Linked DNA regions of Pan troglodytes: region 1 is linked to region 2. Evidence: chromatin contacts called from public HiChIP or PLAC-seq data. All regions are on one chromosome and are shown on one strand. Each heading gives the region's core, a stretch centred on a gene start, on an enhancer-like site or on the middle of the called end of the contact. The rest is flanking DNA. Distances are from core to core; before and after follow the strand shown. Region 1 holds the start of ATP6V0C (ATPase H+ transporting V0 subunit c). Region 2 holds the start of ECI1 (enoyl-CoA delta isomerase 1).

What was found. HiChIP or PLAC-seq counts read pairs in DNA pulled down with a chosen protein or histone mark.
Region 1: a contact with region 2 is called in an H3K4me3 HiChIP or PLAC-seq map of stem cell-derived excitatory neurons, with 2.8 times the contacts expected there. The contact joins the promoter of ATP6V0C here to the promoter of ECI1 in region 2. A contact is called at or near these places in 1 of 7 Hi-C or Micro-C datasets (stem cell-derived neural progenitor cells) and 1 of 1 datasets of contacts at active chromatin or transcription factors (stem cell-derived excitatory neurons).

Annotation. Positions count from the first base shown.
Region 1 is chr18:5,123,571-5,128,610 of NHGRI_mPanTro3-v2.0_pri, reverse strand. ATP6V0C (ATPase H+ transporting V0 subunit c) reads right to left here and starts at 2,421. Exons shown (of 3, transcript XM_510748.7): 1 at 2,086-2,421. The coding sequence starts at 2,164.
Region 2 is chr18:4,863,624-4,868,124 of NHGRI_mPanTro3-v2.0_pri, reverse strand. ECI1 (enoyl-CoA delta isomerase 1) reads left to right here and starts at 3,096. Exons shown (of 7, transcript XM_016928655.3): 1 at 3,096-3,221; 2 at 3,307-3,420. The coding sequence starts at 3,170. LOC107968667 (a long non-coding RNA gene) reads right to left here and starts at 3,313. Exons shown (of 3, transcript XR_008539907.2): 1 at 3,137-3,313. RNPS1 (RNA binding protein with serine rich domain 1) reads left to right here. Exons shown (of 8, transcript NM_001279816.1): 8 at 671-1,622. The coding sequence ends at 770.

The sequences.
Region 1 (5,040 bases), core at 1,172-3,671, 260 kb before region 2:
GCTGGGCATGGTAGCCTGTGCCTGTAGTCCTAGTTATTCAGGAGGCTGAGGCAGGAGGATTGCTTGAGCCTGGGAGGTTGAGGCTGTAGTGAGCCATGACCACACCACTGCACTCCAGCCTGGGAAACAGAGCAAGACCCTGTCTTGAGGAGGGGGGGGAAAAAAAAAAGCAGTTGATTGAATTGGCCAAGTGAAGTCAGAGGTCAGCTCCTGGAGAGCCACAGTAAGCCACGTTTATCCCGAAGAGCCAGGGATAAGCAGGAAAGGCCTAGGCCAGCAATACCGTGTTCTCAATTTCCAGACACCTGCTGGTCAGGCTGCCCGAAGACCTGCGTAGGTCTTGACTGAGAGAGAGGAAAGTAGCTGGGTGCAGAAAAAGGGCTTGGTGGACAAACTCAGGGCTTCAAGGGCAAGCAGCAACAGCTAGAATTTAAGTTCCACATGGGCGGGGATCCCATTTTGTTCACTGCTGTCCTACCAGTACCTGGCACATAGTAAGCGCTCAATCAAGATTGTTTGGATGAATGAGTGACAGCCACAAGCTAGTACCCCACAGGTGGCTGGGCAAAATGGAATCTCTGAAGGCATTCTGGGGGCAAAGAACAGAGGAGGCTGGGGGGAAGGGCTCGGCAGCCTGTTGGGAGAAGCCTTGAGTCTGTGGAAAGAGCAGGCGGTGCCTAGGGGGAAGGAGAAGTCTAGACCACTTCTTCCACCACAAATGACCCCTTACTTGCACACGATGGGAAGGGCAAGGCTCACTCACGAATGGCAGACAGGCCCAGGCAGAAGGAGGCCCGCAAGAGAACAGAGAGCCCCAAGCCCCCACCCCACAGGTGTTTACAGTCAGCAGAGACTGTTTGGAGTTCAAACCCTCCACATATCTGCACTAGGAGCCTCCCCAGGCCACCAGGCAGGGTGGGGCAGGGCACGGTCATCAAAGCTAAAACCAGACCTAACCACGGAGGTGGAGATCAGACCAGGCCAGGCCAGTCCACGGAGGCTGAGACTGGGCCAGAACTTAACTCGTGGGACCCACATTCCTGGGCCTAGCCCTAGCCCAAGTGCCATTCTCCCAGGGAGACCAATTGTCACTAAATTGGACGCCCAGGACCTGTCAAGGCCCAATTTCAAAAGCAGGGTGCCACCAAGAACCCTAGAAGGCCCCTTCTCCAAGCCCAGGGAAGCCCCTCCCAACTTCAGGCCTCAGGGAAGGAAAGGAAGGTCATTCATTCACCCCTCCATTCATTAGGACCAGAACTGGAAGCCTCAGTCCTGAGGGCAACGACTGGATCCCATAAACTCGGACACCCATGCCACCCTCTCACCCACCTCAGAGCACAGACCCCTCTGCAAGCTACACAGCCCCGCCAGCGCCGATGCTGCTGTCTCCCCGCTCCCTCCACTTCCACACACTCCCACCCGGGTCTCCGCGGGCTCTCCGAACCAAGCCCTCAGCCCAGCTTTCCCAAACAGCCTACACAGCGACACGGGTATTGGGCAACCGTAACCAGCTCCAACCGGAAGTACCTGCCTGTGGGTGAGACCCACCTGACCCCCGGGGCCGGCCGCCATAAGGGCGAGGGCTGAGGACCTCCCGTGGGGGACATGGGCTCCCCACCAGCCGGAAAGCTCCAGCGACCGGCTGGGCGTTCCTGGGCCGGACCCGCGCCGCCGCCCGCGCACTGGGGCCTTCGAGGTGTGATGTCACCTGCCCGCAGAATCGGCCCCCCTCGCGCCGCCCCCCTCGCGCCCCCACCCCAGCCTCCCTCTCGCCGCTCCCGGGGCTAATATGGCAGCGGCGCCGCCGCCCCACCCCCGCAACCGCACGACCCGGCTGGCAGGGCCGCCGGCCCGGACCCCCGAGACTCACACCCCGGCCAAGCCCGCACGCCCTGCGCCCCTGACCCCCGGCGGCTCCCCGCAGCCCTCGGGGCGCCGACCCCCGCCCGCTGTCACACGGGGCCCGGGCGCCCCCGACCGCTCGGGATTACGTCAGAGTGACGTCACACACCGGACCCCGGCGAGCTGCGGGCATGAGCAACGCGCGCGCCCCCGCCCCCGAGTCCCTCCCGCCGCCGCGCTCACCGCTGAAGACCATGGCGGCCGAGGCGCCCATGACGGCGAAAAACGAAGCATACTCGGGGCCGCTCTTGGACTCGGACATGTCTGCGGGTGGGGAGGGGGCAAGCTCTGCGGGCCGAGGCGGGGGCGAGGACGGGCCGGGCACGAAGGTTTGCGGGCGGGCGGCGGCGAAGGCGATCCGGCCCGTCAGCCGCTGCGCTCTAAATACCAGCACCGCAGAACAAAATGGCGGCCGCGTCCGCGTCACATGACCTGGGCCCCGCCCCTGCGAGCCGTACCACTTCGCACCGTGGGGGAGACGCGTCCCCGGGACGCCCGACCGGCCCGTTGACCTCCCCCGGGCTGTGCCGCCCGCCCAGCGACCCGGCCCCGGCGCCCGGCACCGCCCCGCCTTGGCCTCCGCGGGTGTTTCCGGGCGCCGCCGGCCTCTGGATCTCCGCAGCGTTGGACCGGTCTCGCGCCGGGGCGGGGCGGTGTGGTGTGTGCTTCATTAGCATACGGGGCGGGGCCTCGGCGCCCCGCCTCCTCTGCGGCTGCGCGTCGTCTGCAGGTGTTCGGTTCCCGGCGACGCTTTTCTTTGTACCCCTGGCGTGCAGCTGCAGGCCGTGGTTTCGCGGCCTTGTCCCCAAGACGGGGCCTCACTCCTCCGGGCGCTGGTCTTCCAGGATCTCCCTACCAATCCTGGGCGAGCTAAGGGTCCCAGCAGAAGTGCGGCGCGCGGGCCTCCTCTGCCACAGCGTCCGGAAAAGCCCCCAGCCCACACCTGTGAAGTCCCAGCCCGTGGCTGCGGTCACCTCCCTCCACCCTGTCCCCAGTCTCCTCCAGACCCAGACCTACTGCCTCTGACCAAGCGGTTGGTGACTTCACCTCTCGCTTCGGAGAAAAAGGACCCCCTCCCCGCACCTGTCTCTGCCTTTGCATCAGGGACCCAAACATTAGTGGGGTGTGTCTCTGTCCCTCAAGATGTAGGCATGACTGGTGGAAGCCCTGTCGGAACTGCGACCTCTCGAGGCCCCCCGGGCTCTGCACGTTCTGGCGTCCTGGTCCTCCCACCTGTCCTTGCAGCCACCCACGCACGCAAATCCTGCACCTTCAGGGCCATCTTTCTGTCTTTCTGGAGCAGTTGGAGCGCTTCCCGCAGCTGTGAAAGCAGCCCAGCCAGGGCTGGCGCTGCCCTACTGATCCTGTGTGGCAGTCCCTGGCACCCCCTCTGCCTGATCTCCATTCCCCCTTTCAGGGGCCCTGGGCAGCTGCCACCAGGCCTGAGTGTCCTTTGAGCTCTAAGGCCTCATCCTGGGTTAGAGCTCTCCCTGAGTAGCCTGGATGCTGGCTCACCACCTTCTCTACGTAGGCAATGGGGTCATGGCCCCTGGTCTGGCCCTCCTGCTGGACTCAGCCCCACCTTCCCCAGCAGGAGCCTCCCTCAAGCCCCTTCCCCAGGCTAGCCTGGGTCTGCCACTCTTGGAACTTGCAGCCCGTGAAAGTCCCTAAGTCTGTCCTGGTTCAAAGGAGAGGAGGCAACAGATATGGCCAGAGGCCCTTTCTGCTCCTCCCTCTTTCTTGCCCGGCCCTTGTTTCTGAGAAGAGGAATCTTCACTCTGTCTCCACCTCCTCACCTGCCCTTCCCTCCCCAGCTCCTTGCCCTTGCCAAGGTCACTGGTGACCGCCATTTCTCTAAGCAGAAGGACATCTGTCAGGCTGTCCAAGTGGACCTCTGTGCTGCGTGGCCTGCCACCCTCTCCACACACTCTCCTCTCTCCTGCGGACTTCCTAAACCTCAGACGCCCTCATTCTTCCTGGAGTCACAAGGCCCTATAGCCCCAATTTTGCTGCAGGTCCTGGCATACCCAGGGCTGCCCCTGGCTCTGCCCTTCCCCTGCTTGATCCGATCCTTTCCCTGGCTTTGTCCCCCATCTTACGCCGTCTTGTCCCTCACCTGCACCATTCCAGCCCTGACCGCCCTCTGAGTGAGAGCAACACCAGTGCCTGCCCCCATAACTCCAAGCCCTCCAGGAAAGCCTAGGCCAGGAAGGCTGTGCCTGGGGCCAAATTCAGACCAAGGAAAGGTGGTGCAGAGCAGCCCACCATGGAGAAACAGCACAGTCCAAGCTCAGGGGTGAGCTGGGCGCGGTGGCTCCCGCCTGTAATCCCAGAACTGTGGGAGGCCGAGGCGGGAGGATTGCTTGATCCCAGCAGTTTAAGACCAGCCTGGGCAACAAAGTGAGACCTCGTCTCAAACAAAACATTGTAGGGTGGGCAAAGTGCACCTAACTCCATTGTGGGTGAAACACCAGGACTGGGGACATGGGGACGTGGAGAGACTTCCCTCTTGCAGGAGCAGGGAGTGGGTCAGCTGTGCTCACTGGCCTCTTACCCATTCATTTTCTGCCTAAATTCTAGTGTGAGAGGTCACACCGGGTCTCCAGTGTGGCTCCTGACACTTCAAGCTGGCGTGTCTGAAGCTGAGCTCGCCCCCACCCCTTCACCACCAGCTTCCACTGGGCTATTTCCATTCCCGCAGAAGGCACGCCCATCCCCCCTGCAGCCTGACGTCACGCCACTGCTCCCTCCCCACTCTGTATTACTCAGGATCCCGAGATCCTGCCTCCCCAGCTTGTGTCCGCGCCCGCGCCCCTGCCCCTGCCGCTGCCTGGCCTAGGTCTTCTCATCGCCTACCCCCAATCAACCCAGTCTTCACCTTAAAGCCACAGGTTCTTTCCAAAGGGCACTTTCCATCCTGGAATCCTTCAGCCCCTCAGGAGCCCTCCCTGGTCCCCTCCCGCTTCTCATCACCAGCCCCCCAACGTGTCTGCATCACCTGTGTCTGCACCAACTCTCTTCCTCACTCCCTACTTAAGAAATGCACCTCAGTTGGCCGGGTGCCTATAATCCCAACATTTTGGGAGGCCAAGGCGGGTGGATCACGAGTCAGGAGATGGAGACTTCCTGGCTAACACA
Region 2 (4,501 bases), core at 1,847-4,346:
ATTCCAGCACTTTGGGAGGCCGAGGTGGGCGGAACATGAGGTCAGGAGATCGAGACCATCCTGGCTAACACGGTGAAACCCCGTCTCTACTTTAAAAAAAAAAAAAAATTAGCTGTGCGTGGTGGCGTGCGCCTGTAGTCCCAGTTACTCGGGAGGCTGAGGCAGGAGAATGGCATGAACCTGGGAGGCTGAGATTGCGCCTCTGCACTCAGCCTGGGCAACAGAGTGAGACCCCATCTCAAATATATATATATATACACACACAAAAATTAGCTGGGCGTGGTGGCGCGCGCCTGTAGTCCCAGTTACTCGGGAGGCTGAGGCAGGAGAATGGCATGAACCTGGGAGGCTGAGATTGCGCCTCTGCACTCAGCCTGGGCAACAGAGTGAGACCCCATCTCAAATATATATATATATACACACACAAAAATTAGCTGGGCGTGGTGGCGCGCGCCTGTAGTCCCAGTTGCATGGGAGGCTGAGGCAGGAGAATTGCTTGAACCCTGGAGGCAGAAGTTGCAGTGAGCTGAGATCGTGCCACTGCACTCTGGCCTGGAGACAGAGTGATATTCCATCTCAAAAAAGTAAAACTGTGGGGAATTGCCCAGAAAGAAGCTAGCTTGCCCCTACAGCCTGAGCTACTCTGATGTGGTTTCTCCTCTTCCCACAGGTCCCGCTCCCCGAGGCGCAGGTCCCCCGTGCGCCGGAGATCACGGTCCCCGGGCCGCCGCCGCCACAGGAGCCGCTCCAGCTCCAACTCCTCCCGATAAACAGGCCACTGAAGCTCTCGCCCCTGTAACTTATACCCCACCCAGCTCAGTTTTGTCACTTTTCTAGCCAAAGGAAGACCAGTAGGAAAGCAAACCCTTGACTCTGGCAGGATTTGCAGGCAGCAGGCAGCAGGCAGCACCCCTCTGCCAGCCGGGCTCCGGCTGCAGAAGTGCTGTTGGTTTGGATGCTGTGTGCCTGTCAAGATTCCCTCCGGTTTTCTGGCTAGAAAGCTCACCCGTTTCCGGTTTCTAAGAGTCAGTTCAGTGGCAGAGCCACCAGGGACAAGTGAGGCTCTTGGGGGTGGTTTGACCCTGCTTACCTGGGAGCACACTTTTCCCTTCCCCGATGACCTGGGATGGTGGCCAGGCCGTGCCCTTGCTGTTGCTGGGCAGTGTCCTTCTGGAAAGGGAGCTGCCCCAGGCTTTAGTGCAGCTGCCAACCCTGTTAGGCCTGGCCTCTCGAGGCCTCTTCTGACTTCAAGGGTCACATCCCCCCTAAAGATCCTCTCACCCATGGTAGTTGCTGCTCATGGTTCTGTCTGTCCGTGCACCGATGCACACACCGCACCCCACCACTGTACTCTGAAATTGGCGAGTGAGTTGAGAGCCAGCTCTGCGGGGTCATCACGCAGCCATGGTTGTGCCTGCCCTTCATGGTGGTCTTTCAGGTTATCTTGGCAACATGTACATTGCTTTTATTTTTTTTCTTTTTTGCTTTTATTGTACAGTCAGTACTATAAAATTTCTCTTTTGAGTTTTATACCTTTGTAGCATTTTAGATGACATTGTGTTTGTACTTTGTTGTGTAGAGTGGAAGAATTGTGTTTAATAAACCCAAGATCGGAATGCAAATCTAGTACTGGGTTCACTGCCTTCTCACTTGTCCCCTTGCCCCTAGTAACTTTCTGTTCCTCACCATCCACAGCGGCACCTCCGATGCTTTCAGCCAGGAGAACCTAGAATTTGTGTGCTGTGGGGACCAGGTTGCTCCTAGGGTGGACAAATAGAAGGAGATGGTTTTATCGCCACCTCGGAATGTGTGTGTGTTTTCAGACAGACTCTCGCTCTGTCACCCAGGCTGGAGTATGTACCATGGTGCGATCATAGCTCATTACAGCCTCCAACTCCTGCTTTAGTGTCCAGAGTAGCAGGGGTTAATTTTTTTTTAATTTTTTAATTTTTTTTTTGAGACAGTCTCTGTTGCCTGGGTTGGAGTGCAGTGGCGCAATATTGGCTCACTACAATCTCTGCCTCCTGGGTTCAAGTGATTTTCCTGCCTCAGCCTCCTGAGTAGCTGGAATTACAGGCACCTGCCACCATGCCCAGCTAATTTTTTGTATTTCTAGTAGAGACGGGGTTTCACCATATTGGCCCGGCTGGTCTCAAACTCCTGACCTCATGATTTGCCCACCTCGGCCCCCAAAGTGCTGGGATTACAGGCATGAGCCACCGCGCCCAGCAGCAGGAGCTAATTTTTAAAAATTTTTTGTAGCAACAAGGTGTTGCTATGTTACCCAGCTGGTCCTGAGTCACTGGGGTTACAGGTGTGTGTGCCAGGCTTGCTTCCTCCTCCGTTAAGTGGCCATTTTTCCACCTCAAAAATTGGTTTGGGACACAAGGAAGAATTGGAAATGCTTAAGATGAGAACAAAAGTTGAGACCACCCAACACAGCTGGGACCTTACTGCCCAGTGCTCCCAGTGGTCGGACCAAAACCCCACACCAGACAGTACAAAGGCCCACTCCCGAGCTGCCGCTTACGGCCCAGCGGGAACAGACTGTATTCTTATCCTTCGGCATTTCTCTGCAAATAAAAAGGTGCCACTGCGGTCCGGCCTTTGTGCACTTGCCCTTGTGCTGAGCAAGGCGGGTGGCCTGTTCTTACCGCTGGGTTCTGCTGCCCCCACCCCCATTTCGGTGACTAAACCTGCAGCTCTGATCCTGTTCCCAAAGGGGCAGGAGCCCGGGCTCACCCCAGGCAGTCCCTGGCCTCCCTGACGGCCCCCTCGGGTGGGGCTCAGTGCTTTGATCGCCTTTCCAGCGCCGATACTGCAGTAGCTGGGCCCAGCCTAGAGCTCGCGGTCACGAACACCGGCAGCCTCTTGCCTACAGTGTCCCGCGCTGTAGAAGAGCCTGCCCTGGCGCTGAGCTGGTCGTGGCTGCTTCAGCAGTGGGCCTGCGCCTCCCTGTAGGCCAGCCCTGGCCCAGATCCAGGTGCCTGCCCCGGAAGCGCGCGGCTGCCCGGGATGAAGCCGGAGGGCGGCGAGCGGCTGTTTCGGCCGGTAGGTGGAGGCGTTGACCAGCCTCTGGGAACGGGGCAGGGCCTAGTGCGGGGGGCTCCGCCCCCTCCCCAGGAGGCGAGCTCACCCCGCGACCTTTATCCCGCGCGTTGCGGTCAAGATGGCGCTGGTGGCTTCTGTGCGAGTCCCGGCGCGCGTTCTGCTCCGCGCGGGTGCGAAACCCGGGGTGGGCAGGGATCGGGCCTGGGCCGGGGCCAGGACCGGGAACTAACGGGCTCCCCCACGCTGCCTTCGCAGGGGCCCGGCTCCCGGGCGCGGCCCTCGGGCGGACGGAGCGGGCGGCCGGCGGCGGAGACGGCGCGCGGCGCTTCGGGAGCCGGCGGGTGCTGGTGGAGCCGGACGCGGGCGCAGGTGAGCGGGCGGCGCCGAGGGAGGGCGGGCGTGGGGTCAGGACCCGCGGGAGTCCGCCCTCGCGGGGCGCTGTTGGAGAACCACGTCTGTCGACGCTCGGTTTGTGTTTAGAACCCAAGTTTCGAAACAGAACCTTGCCGCTCTACCTGGGTTCGTTCGTCATGAGATAAAAGTTTCTGTTTTTAAAGTTGGCGGAGGCCGGGCGCGGTGGCTCACGCCTGTAATCCTAGCACTTTAAGAGGCTGAGGCGAGCGGATCACCTGAGGTCAGGAGTTCGAGATCAGCCTGGCCAACATGATGAAACCCTATCTGTACTAAAAAATACAAAAGAAAAAAATTAGCTGGGCGTGGTGGTGCGTGCCTATGCCTGGGAGGCTGAGGCAGAAGAATCGCTGGAATCTGGGAGGTGGAGGCTGCAGTGAGCCGAGATTGTGCCGCTGCACTCCAGCTTGGGCCACAGAGCAAGATTCCGTCTCAAAATAAATAAATAAATAAAAATAAAGTTGGCGGGGATATGAGCTGTTATCTAAGTTATTCAATTGGAAGTGGAAAAGAATTGGAATCTTTTGGAATAAAATTATGTTTGTTAACACTCCCATGTGGCACAGAACCTCGTACCTACCCGCCGGTCAGAACCCTTGGTAAAACCCACTGGAAAGGACAGAAAAAGTACTTTTGGAAGAGAAGCCTGTGCGCTCCCTCCAGACAGGAGGCCGAGCTGAGGGCACCGAGAGGGCACGCCTAGGCGCCAGCAGTTCTGCTTCCAGGACATGCTGACCTGGACCTCCTGGTGCAGCAGTCCCTGCTGTGGCTCCTGAGAGGAGGCCCTGCCCCTCCGAAAGTAAGTCACAGCCCCTGCCCTCCCCAACCCCCCAGACTCAGGGCTGTGCCCAACTTTGCACAGCTTCAGGACTCCAGGCTCCTGGTGCCTCTGAACTTGGTTCCGTCCTCTCTGTCTGGGCTGAGGGAGCTGCCTGGGCTCTCTCTACAAACTGAGAGGGACAAACTAAGACCAACTTCAAACTGACTTTTTTTGTTTTTTTGGAGATGTAGTCTTGCTCTCCAGTCGCCAGACTGGAGA